Regions from separate parts of the Ovis aries genome. Here region 1 is linked to region 2. A link is a contact called in public Hi-C data. All regions are on one chromosome and are shown on one strand. Each heading gives the region's core, a stretch centred on a gene start, on an enhancer-like site or on the middle of the called end of the contact. The rest is flanking DNA. Distances are from core to core; before and after follow the strand shown. Region 1 overlaps RAPGEF2 (Rap guanine nucleotide exchange factor 2). Region 2 overlaps RAPGEF2 (Rap guanine nucleotide exchange factor 2).

Region 1 (5,244 bases), core at 482-2,981, 130 kb after region 2:
TGTCTATAACATCTAGTGTACTGGGTTTTTTCTTTTTTTTTTTTTACCTTTTTAACAAATAGGTGTAAAAATGATTTTTATATTAGTAGAAAAAGAGTCCAATCCTATGAGTTAATACACAACCTAGGTAAGGGAATTTCCTGGTGGTTCAACAGTTGGGACTTCAAGCTCTCAACGCCAAGTGCCAGCATTCAATTCCTGGTCAGGGAGCTGAGATCCTAAGACCCCACAAGTTGTGTAGTGTGGTCAAACAAACAAAACCTAGGTAAACTATGTCCTTCTCTATGAACGATCCAAATCACACTGAAAGTTCAGAAACAGTCTGGGCCTATCTTTAATACCTAAAATTATTAGGTATTAAAATACCTAAGAGCATGGATTTGGAGCATATTAGGGCAATAAACATTATTAATATTGTCCTGCCCATTATGTACAAAAAACCAAACGTTCCTTTAAAACCATTTCTACAACTGCACCTTCAGCTGAGATAACTTTCATCCACTGCTTACCAGCCCCACTGTAACTACAAATGAGGCCTCTGAAAACCTCAGGGGGAAAAACACCTTCCTCAAGACACTTCACTACCCTTTGCCTGTCACTGTCTAAATATACCAACCCACCAACCAAGATGGCAGATGTAAACAGCAGGGCAAAGCCTGGACCACTTAGTGACCACAGCTGCTCTGCTTATAGGCTTGGAAAAATACACACAGTCTATCCCATTTCCATGTTCATCTATGGCAAGTGTCCACTCTGGCCTTCTCCTAAATGCGAGTGAGAGCAATCCCTGCGGTACTCCTGCCTTACTTTGTTCACCCTCCTTCTCATCATACAAAGGCACTAAATTTATTTTAAATAAAAGAAAAACAGCGATATGTTGTACATTGCTTTGAGAACCCAAATTGTACTCCAAGTAAGAGTTTTAGCTTTATATGTAACATTACTAAGTGACATGACAGCCACTGTGCAAATATCCATGTTTCAAAACTTGGTAAATATCTAATAGGTTTACAACAAAACTCATAAAACAACATCTCATTACTGACATGGCTTGCAGTGTGGCAGAGTGGGCATGTTGTCACTGACAGTCACAAAGGAATTCATGAGCTCCACAAATGTTAAACATCTCATCAAGGAACAATACGCATGCTTGAACAACCAAAATAAAGAACAATCCTCATCTGTCTAAAAAGAAAACAAAAATAAAAAATAAACACATAAAATGCTGGCCTAAATGTCAACTGAGGAATCCAATAAAGCTCATAAAATCTGGAAGCCAAACGGCAGATTTTCTTCATGGACACCACCCTTCCCACTGGGCAGTATCAACGCAATTTCAGGAGAATTAGTTAAAAATATGACAATGTTGTTCAAAGTGTTTTGATATAGAACTAGCTGTTTAGGGTGAATCACCTTCAAAATGAGTTCAAACTTTCAAGAGAATGGTCAGATTACTGATAACCAATTTCCAGGCTACTGTGAGAAAAAAACGGTAAACAGAGAGAGTCACCCATGAACTGGACGTTTTATAAAACCAGACTGCTCCTAACACCTAGTCCACAGGATGCTTTGGCCAAACCTCAGTGTTTGCTGGACAGGGAAGCATCTATGACTCACTGTCAACCTTTAAGGCAGGACCAGCAGAGGGCCCTTCAGGACTGTTCCCAAGGCAACATCCCCAGAGGAAACAAACAACTTGGACGCAGCAAAGGTCACCAGGTGCAACATGAAGACATAACCTATAAATAGCTCTGGCTTGTCACTCAGTCGGAAACATAGTCCCTCCTCATCCCAGTACAGCCCTGACTCGCCAGCATCGGACAGCCAAAGAGTAACCTGTGTCATCTCTGAAACTAATCAGAGATGGGAGCCAATGTGCTCATGGAATAGGTCCGAACTGCAAGTCCTCTTTCTTGTAGAACAGCAGTTTCCAGAACATTGGGTTCCCTTTCCACAAGTTACAACAAGCTGTCACTTGAAGCTGACGATGGCCGGCAGTCAAGAAAGACAGCCGTGGGGTTCCTCTGCCATGCTGGGAACTCAAGTCTATAGATTTCAATCATACAACAGACCTAGTATCACAATGATAAAGTTGCTAACCTCGGTTCTCTCTAAGATGCATAAACTTCAAAGCACATTCATTATAGCATTATTTATAATAAAAGGTATCAAAAACTTACCCTTTACAATTATTAACCAAACTGTGGAAAGTTCAAATAACTGAACATTAAACAGACATCAAAATGCATAATGAGTAAGCCTTTATAAAGAGTTTCTGACATTATGAGCCAAGCACATACATATTCTTTAACTGAAATTAGCAAGACATTTAACTGTTTATTAAGTATGTTCTTAAGTATGGAGAACACATACATGTAAGGCTAAGTGGGAAAAGACTAGAATATTAAAGGATCGCTATCTTGGATGAGACTTCAGGAAATATTTTCCTTCTCTTTGATCATTTATATGGTAATTACCACTATTTTTTACATTAAAATTACATTTAATTTTTATCATATAACAATGCTTAAATATTTTTTGCCTCTACTCACTTCCAAGTTCAGAAAGAGAGTCAGAGCCCCCAGAAAGGGAGCAGATAGTAGGTCATATGTTTGAAGGAAAGAGAAGAGTATTCTAGTCAATTCTCTATCTCTTTGGGAAACAGAATCCCAGGGATGACAGGGCTCTCTCACAGGGTCACACCAGGCCTCCCAGGCAGAATTCCAGGATGGATGACCACCCACCAGCCTGCACTACCATTTAAATCAGTTATGAAACACAGGTAACAACCATACCTACCTCAAGGGACAGTTTTGAAGTTAAAATGATTTATATATAAAGCTTTCCAAATGATGCCTGGCAAAAAAAAAGCACTACTGACAAAGCCTTGTTCTCTCATCACTGCAATACCACGACAACTATGACTTCTGTTATGATCAAGGCCCCATCAGCACCCTCAACGTCCCACTGCTAGGATCAGTTACACCGTAAGAACCACAAACAAACAGGCAACGGGACTTCCTTCCCTCGTGGGCCATTCTCTCAGGAGAGAAATGCCGGCCGCCAGGAGGCTGGGGGACGCTGCCATTGGAGGTGGTGCCTCTGGCCCTCCTTTCTGGCATCCCGGCACATCCCCACACCTCTGTGCCTCCCCCGGCCGATAAAAACTTCATCTCCCTATCCTGCACACTCTTTCTTAGAAAAATGTGGAAAATACATCCTTCACATGCCCCCATCCATTCAGAATGATGCATCAAGAATATATCATAATATGTTTATAAGAGAGTTAGGTTATAGAAGGTGGAGCTTGGAGAGGCACCCATTGCTACCCTTTAATAAATTTAGATAAAGTATGTGTTTAGTCATTTTAAATAAAGATACTTAGTTAAGACTTTAAAATCTTTAGACAAAATTAAAATATTTAATTGTAAAAAGTATACAATCGGGGGGGGAAAAATAACTCCTGAAACTCAGTGGTCCCAGGAGGCCTCAGGAACCCACCCACAAGCAGTTTCATTTGTGACTGGGGAGCCCTGACCCTCTCTGGCCACAGCTGATTGGAACCAGGTAACAGCTGTCCCCAGCCCACCCCTCAGATTGTGGCCTGAACATCAGAAGAAAAGACACAGACAAGGCCATCAAATGGTACGGATGTCAGCGACACAGGTCATAAGTCAACAGTCAGCACCTGGGAGCCAAAGTCACAGCGAGAGCCTGGGTGTGGGGAAGGGTCCCAGAGATGAGTCCACACGGGCGTGAGGGCAGCCCTGGCCAGCTGGGTTTCTCGCCCCACATGGGCCCATGTGAACCCCCTCGGCCCCTCGTTAGAGGTGCAGGAGACTCCCTGTTACAGAGGCAGTCTTTAGTCCCTCTGAAAAAACATGACCTCAACTAGCCTGGCAGGTTCACGGAGCATATCACAGATGTGTTCTTCACCCTTGCCCTTCGTTACAGAGTGTGCACAACACAGGAAGAGTCCTTTCTTAAGATTTATATACCAACACCCCAAGCTACTGCCCTACTTTGTGTCAGTAGAATAGGAAATTAAAGCAGAGAGGAATTCTGCAAAAATACTCATTCTGCAAAAGGATTTCAAGCTCTATGGATCACCTACTCCAGAACATCTATACAATACCTGCTTCGTGGAAGAAACATGGATTCCTTGATGAACACGGAACCGGAGAGAAGGATGTACCAGCAGGTCCCAATGTCATCAGGACTGAAAAGAAAAGACAATAACATCAGATGATTATCTCCAACAAATAGAAATAAAAACACACAAAGCACATCGTACCCATGTTAACCTCAGAATCCTGAAGAACAATGAAGTATGATAAACCATGTACCTAAAATACCATTCTTCAACCACTGGAATAACTTTTAAAAATGATTTTTCACAGCCAAATAACCTAACGATATCTATCAGTATATTTAAAGCTACAGCATGTGCCATTTTCATTCCATGTTTTATTTTTTAGTTTAAATTTTTGAGCTGAAAATATTTTATTTTGTTTCATAAAAAGAAACTTACAAAGAGGTAAAGAGTAGAACTGTTTTCCCACCCATCTCCCCTGTCTACCAAGCCCCCACATTTCTCTACCACAGTTGCGGGCATCATTTAGAACTTCCTCATCCACACAAGGATGGACAAACACTCATTCCCTCCGCCCTCTTTCCTTCTTTAGACAGAAAAGAGGGCATATGCTACAGCGTTCCTTCCTATGTGCTGACGCAGAAGTCTTTTATCAGAAGACAGCTCTCTTATTAGACGTGGCTTATCTGACTTAAGCAAGTCCCTGCGTGTGTGCTTGTGTGCTAAGCTGCTTCATTCACGTCTCACTCTGTGGACTCACTCGTGGACTGTAGCCCACCAGGCTCCTCTGTCCATGAGATTCTCCAGGCAAGAATACTGGAGTTGGTTGCCCATACCCTCCTCCAGGGGATCTTCCTGACCCAGGGATCAAACCCACATCTCCTGCATCTCCTGCATTGCAGGGGGATTCCTTACTTATGAGCCACTGGGGAGCCACACAAGCCCCTACTGCCCATCATTTCAGTGGTTTTTAATGTAGGCAATCATTGAAAAATAAAAGGAAAACTGTAATAAGTGATCTTGCACCTACAGGAGTAACTGTGATTAGTAACTAGATGTGTAGCTGCTGAGTCAAAGGGCACAGACAGTATAACTTTGATAAATATTGGGTGGTTATTGAGTAACTCCAGAGAAGGCAATGGCACCCCACT
Region 2 (5,259 bases), core at 604-3,103:
CATCCCCCAAAGGTGGACGTCTTCAGACCCGTTTCCCAGCAACAAGTCACACCCAACATGGTGATCTAACACTCTACTCTCACCTGTGTGTCTGCCATCCACAGACACAAGAGTACTCCTGGATTGAAATTGTGTTAAAGTAAAGATCAGGCTCAGAAAGGGCCACCTCTGAGCACAGCCTCTTCCTGCTGGACCTCTCGAACGCTCATTGTTACTAAGATTTTTTTGACCTTGGTTAACTTTGTATGTAGTCTGTTGGCTTATTCTCTCTTTCCTCTGGGTTCAGCAGTGTTTCTCCACTTACTCAACAACTGGACCTGAGCTCTACTGTCCTACCCACTCTACTCACATCCCTCTACCAGGCCTGTCCTTGCCAGGTGGCCACCGTCTGGCACCTTAGCTTCTGTGATACTGATAATGTTTGAGAGAAAGAGAGAGAGGAAAAAAAACAACCAGTATATCTAGAATATTTATCTGCTTGACTACTTTGATAAGCTTTGTTAGGAAAAAAAAATCTTTGCAAACATATGCTGATTATTAGGAAGGATTTGCAATTTTCAGGCAAGAATACTGGAGTGGGGTGCCATTTTCTACTCCAGGGGATCTTCCCGACCCAGGGATGGAACCTGTGTATCTTGAATCTCCTGTACTGGCAGTCAGAGTCTTTACAACTAGCACTACCTAGGAAGCCCCAAGTAATGACTATATTAAATCAAGTCTATATACCAACATAAAAGATCCTACAGTCTACTGAGCTTCTTTTAAATATAATTATTCTTCTCAATTATATTACATATACAGATGATTTCAAATATTTTTCATAATAAAATGTTCATTTTTACTGAGTTACAACTGCTTTACAATGTTGTGCTGGTTTCTGTTGTACAACAAAGTGAATCAGCCATATGTATACAGATATCCCCTCCCTCAAGGACTTCCCTCCCACCACCCGCCACCCCGCCCTCCCCCATCCCACCCATCTAGTTCATCAAAGAGCAGAGAGACCCAAATTTAAACTACAATGAGGTATCGTAAACTCACACTAGTCAGAATGGCCATTAGCAAAAAACCTACAAACAATAAATGTTGGGGAGGATGTGGAGATAAGGGATCCTCCTGCACTACTGGTAGGAATGTAAACTGATAAAGCCACTATGGAGGTTCCTTATAAAACTAAAAGCAGAGCTACCATATGACCCAGCAATCCCACTACTGAGCATATACCCTGAGAAAACCATGATTCAAAAAGACACATGTGCAGCCTCAACGTTCACTGTAGCAGTATTTACAAGAGCCAGGACATGTCCACTGACAGATGAATGGATAAAGATGTGGTCCATAACGAAATGTTTAAATGAGTCATATATGTTCTTCAGTGCAAATTATTTAAGATGTCTCCTCAGTGCTTCCAAATCAACAATCTATTTATCATCCTTTTTTCTTTTCCCTTTTCCAGATTTTGAGTATCTTTCCAAATACACATAATAATGTTATGCACAGTAGTCTCATCCTGTGTCCTTTGCCAACACCCTGTACTAGGGATGGATTTCATCTCAGCTCTTACATGTCACATTTCTATTAATACTCTCCAGGGTCATGCTGACTTGTGTTAGATTGTTTTAAAGGCTCATATTTAACTCATGGTCAGCTGTAACTCTAAGGTTTTTTTTAGTTATTGCGCTGCTAATAATTCTACATTTAAGTAATTTTCTTATCCACTTAAAAATGTGTTTTTCATTATGAAGGGTGACTTAAAAAATCAATTCCTATTTTCTGTAATGCCAGCAGGCCTAATCCACTGTTTCTTAGAAACTTACAAACACACTCTCAAGTCTATAAATACTGCTGTTGTACACACTGCTTATCCTTAGGATTCTGCGGTAGCAGTCATTTCTAGCTAATATGAAAGAATCAATCATTATAGTTTAATAGGGACACAAGTTTGACATTCAATCAACTAACAGCATATTCTAGAACATAGCTCTCTAATCTTTGTATGAAATGTTTATCAGAAGTGGAATTAGAAAAAAGACTTGATAAAGTCTGAATGGTTATATGTATTGCTCCTTTGTAAGACCTATTAGATCATGAAAGAAGGAAGAAAAATAACCCTTATGTTTTCAAGTTATCTCATATTACTGTAGTTAGAGGAATATATAATAAATAAATTTTGGGCGCCCATGTAATTTAATATTTAAAAAATTTTGACTAATGGTAATTGGGATTTATGGGGCTTTCCAGGTGGCTCAGTGGTAAAGAATCCACCTGCCAAGCAGGAGATGTGGGTTGGATTCCTGGGTTAGGAAGATTCCTCTGAAAGAAATGGCAACCCATTCCAGTCTTCTTGCCTGGGATATCTCATGGACAGAGGAGCCTGGTGGGCTCAAAGAACTGGACACAATTTAGTAATTAAACCACCACCACCAACTGAGGTTTATAAAACATCCACAGACCTAGAAGAAGCTAAAGTGAAGAAAAAAGTGAGCAAACAGGCAAAGTTTTAAAAGTGTGATGCTTGCAACTCTGTCTGGTATGAGCTGTTGGCATAAACGAACAGCCAAGAAGAGATTCAAAAATACACCTGACATGCTGACTGCAGAGCCCAACAGGAGGAAAAAAAGGAGTTCTGTGCTTGGTTGGTGATGTCTTGTCAACAGTTAAGTAACTGAAATCAGGAGACAGAAGCAAAAAGAGAAAGGCAAGGGTAGATAGTAGCAGCTGTGAGCCACAAAGACTCAGTTGGCAAAAGCAGATGCTGATGGTGGAAAAGACACCTAGAAACAAAGAAACATGAGCAGAAACAACCCCATCATGCCACTGGGGAGATAGGAGTAAAGTCACATTCTTGCTTTTTAAAAGTCCAAATAAGAAATAAAATAATTCAAACAAAGAAATGCTAACTATCTATAAGAAGACTGGAGTAGGCAAGCAAGTGGCAAAAATGGGATAAAAACAATTGTCCAGTTGCTTCTAAGATAGCTGTGCCATAAAAGCTAAAACAATTTTTACACTCCTGAGTAAACATTACATCATTACCTTTGCTTATTATTTTAATACAATAACAGAATGCAGAGAAAATTTATATAGACGCTTACTTATATGGTTTCTGTGGCAAGATACTGATCCGAGTCTTGTCAAGTATCTTTTTGAGTTTGTTCCTTCCCCCAACAGTGTTGGCTTTGCTTTTCTTATTTACTTTTTCAAGTCCTATCACTTGTTCTACATCTACAGCGAGATCTGGAATGGAGTAGCGACTGGCCTTTTTGATGTCTCCAATTTTAGGGAGGTGAGGGGCACCATTTCTCTTCTCTTCTGATAATCTTGTTAGAAGTTCTTTAAATACTGAAAAGGAAACAAACACCAAAAAACATCCATTATTGGAAATCTGAATAATTCAAAGACAACTGGAGAACTTGAAAACAGATACTAAATATAGACTGCAGTCGGAGAAGGCAATGGCACCCCACTCCAGTACTTCTGCCTGGAAAATCCCATGGGTGGAGGAGCCTGGTAGGCTGCAGTCCATGGGGTCGCTAAGACTCAAACATGACTGAGCAACTTCACTTTGACTTTTCACTTTCATGCATTGGAGAAGGAAATGGCAACCCACTGTAGTATTCTTGCCTGGAGAATCCCAGGGACGGGGGAGCCTGGTGGACTGCCGTCTATGGGGTCGCACAGAGTCAGACACGACTGAAGCGACTTAGCAACAGCAGCATAGACTGCAGTGATCAAAACTGTAATCCTGTAGAAAAACACTCCTACAAGGAATGAATGACACCAAGAATCTGTTTTGTATGTTTTCTGCTACTTCTACTCAGAATAAGTTATAGGTATTTATTGACAGATTTTTATTCCTAACAGATATTTAATATTTATCAATAAAAACATCAATAAAATTAAATGTTACGGTCCTCAAGTAAGTAGGCTTTTATTTAGATCTAATCATATGCTTACATAATTAATTCTGTATCTATGCATTTTACTATAAATTTTCAATTCTTATGATGCTTGAGTTATAAGCAATGACATTTCATGATTAAGACATAAATGTTTAAATAAAAAACCAAAAGGAGAAAAATGAGACTATGCAAAAAATGCAAAATACTTACCAAATAAATTGGTTTTCACAGTGATAGATAAATGTGTGTTATTTCTAAGAATTTCCATGGCTTTTGACAGCTGAATATTTTCAAAGTTTTGACCATTTACTTCTAGTATCTAAAAATGAAGTTATAAAATTAATTTCAGTTTCCCAAATGACTGAAGGAAAAGAAGACACCAGTGTTTACCATTATGTTTTCAATTAGAAATACCATACCTGATCCCCTCGTTTCAAGCCCGCTTCTGTTGCTTTGCTAGCTGAATCTACACTGTCAACAAAGATTCCAAATCCTTTCTCTGAGCCTCCAAGTAAGATAAAAGGCAAAGGAGCTTCTCGGGATGGTTTTGTTAGCGTCATCAATCTTCTTTTTGCTTTAGCTGCACATGCAATATTTAACAGCCTTAGATGTCCACCCATTTTCTACAAGAGTTCAAAAAAAGTGGTTTCAAGGATGGGCTGAATAAAATGAACTTAAAGCTGTGATTGAAAGAAAAAAATCACAAATATTACCTCTCTTTCCAGATTATTTTCAAATTCTTCTAGAAATCGAGTCATTGCAGGATCTCCTTCAAAGTCATTGAAGTGATTATTCACCCACAATAATACTACCCGTGTAACCTGAAAAATCAATTAATTTTTAATAGGTTTTTTTCTTTCTAGTGCTAAAGACTTGTGGTTAAGGTCATTGCAAAAAAAGATATCCGACAAACAATTTACCTAACAACAATGAACAAGAAAAACAATAACAAAACCTTTAGATTTTATTGATGAGGATAACTTTCTGAAAATATATATTAATACTTTAAATGTGGACTTTATATTGAAGGATGGCAATTAACATATATCTTGCTTACTCTCAAAATATATTTGAAACAAGTCACAACAAAAACTAAAGGAAAAAAAGAATCAAAATAATACACAAGAAGACAGAAACTTTAACATCTATAATTGTGCAGGAAAAATGAGTTGCCTTTTCTTACTCTGCTCACATGTTTTCACTGAGCCCTACATCTTTATACACCACAATACACATACTCAGCTATGGAATATTTGCTTTACACCAGCAAGAACTGTGCAACCTTCATTAGACTGTAAGTTCCATGAAGACAACCTTATCTGTTATGTTCTAAGGGCATCCTTAATACTTATAACAA

Evidence for each region. Hi-C and Micro-C count contacts between places; a contact is called where the count stands out from the background.
Region 1: a contact with region 2 is called in a Hi-C map of muscle, with 3 times the contacts expected there. The contact joins two enhancer-like sites. A contact is called at or near these places in 2 of 16 Hi-C or Micro-C datasets (hypothalamus and muscle).

Annotation. Positions count from the first base shown.
Region 1 is chr17:40,024,485-40,029,728 of ARS-UI_Ramb_v3.0, forward strand. RAPGEF2 (Rap guanine nucleotide exchange factor 2) reads right to left here. Exons shown (of 30, transcript XM_060400663.1): 4 at 4,136-4,219. Among named protein-coding and RNA genes, the nearest start is that of RAPGEF2, 110 kb to the right of the region's middle. Within about 2 kb of position 1,732, at least 6 of the 54 cell types and tissues checked have an H3K27ac peak or open chromatin away from gene starts, as enhancers often do. A contact at or near this core is called in muscle, where this site is marked.
Region 2 is chr17:39,893,563-39,898,821 of ARS-UI_Ramb_v3.0, forward strand. It overlaps RAPGEF2 (Rap guanine nucleotide exchange factor 2), which reads right to left. Exons shown (of 30, transcript XM_060400663.1): 14 at 4,616-4,723; 15 at 4,322-4,525; 16 at 4,113-4,221; 17 at 3,096-3,342. Among named protein-coding and RNA genes, the nearest start is that of RAPGEF2, 240 kb to the right of the region's middle. Within about 2 kb of position 1,854, at least 1 of the 54 cell types and tissues checked has an H3K27ac peak or open chromatin away from gene starts, as enhancers often do. A contact at or near this core is called in muscle, where this site is marked.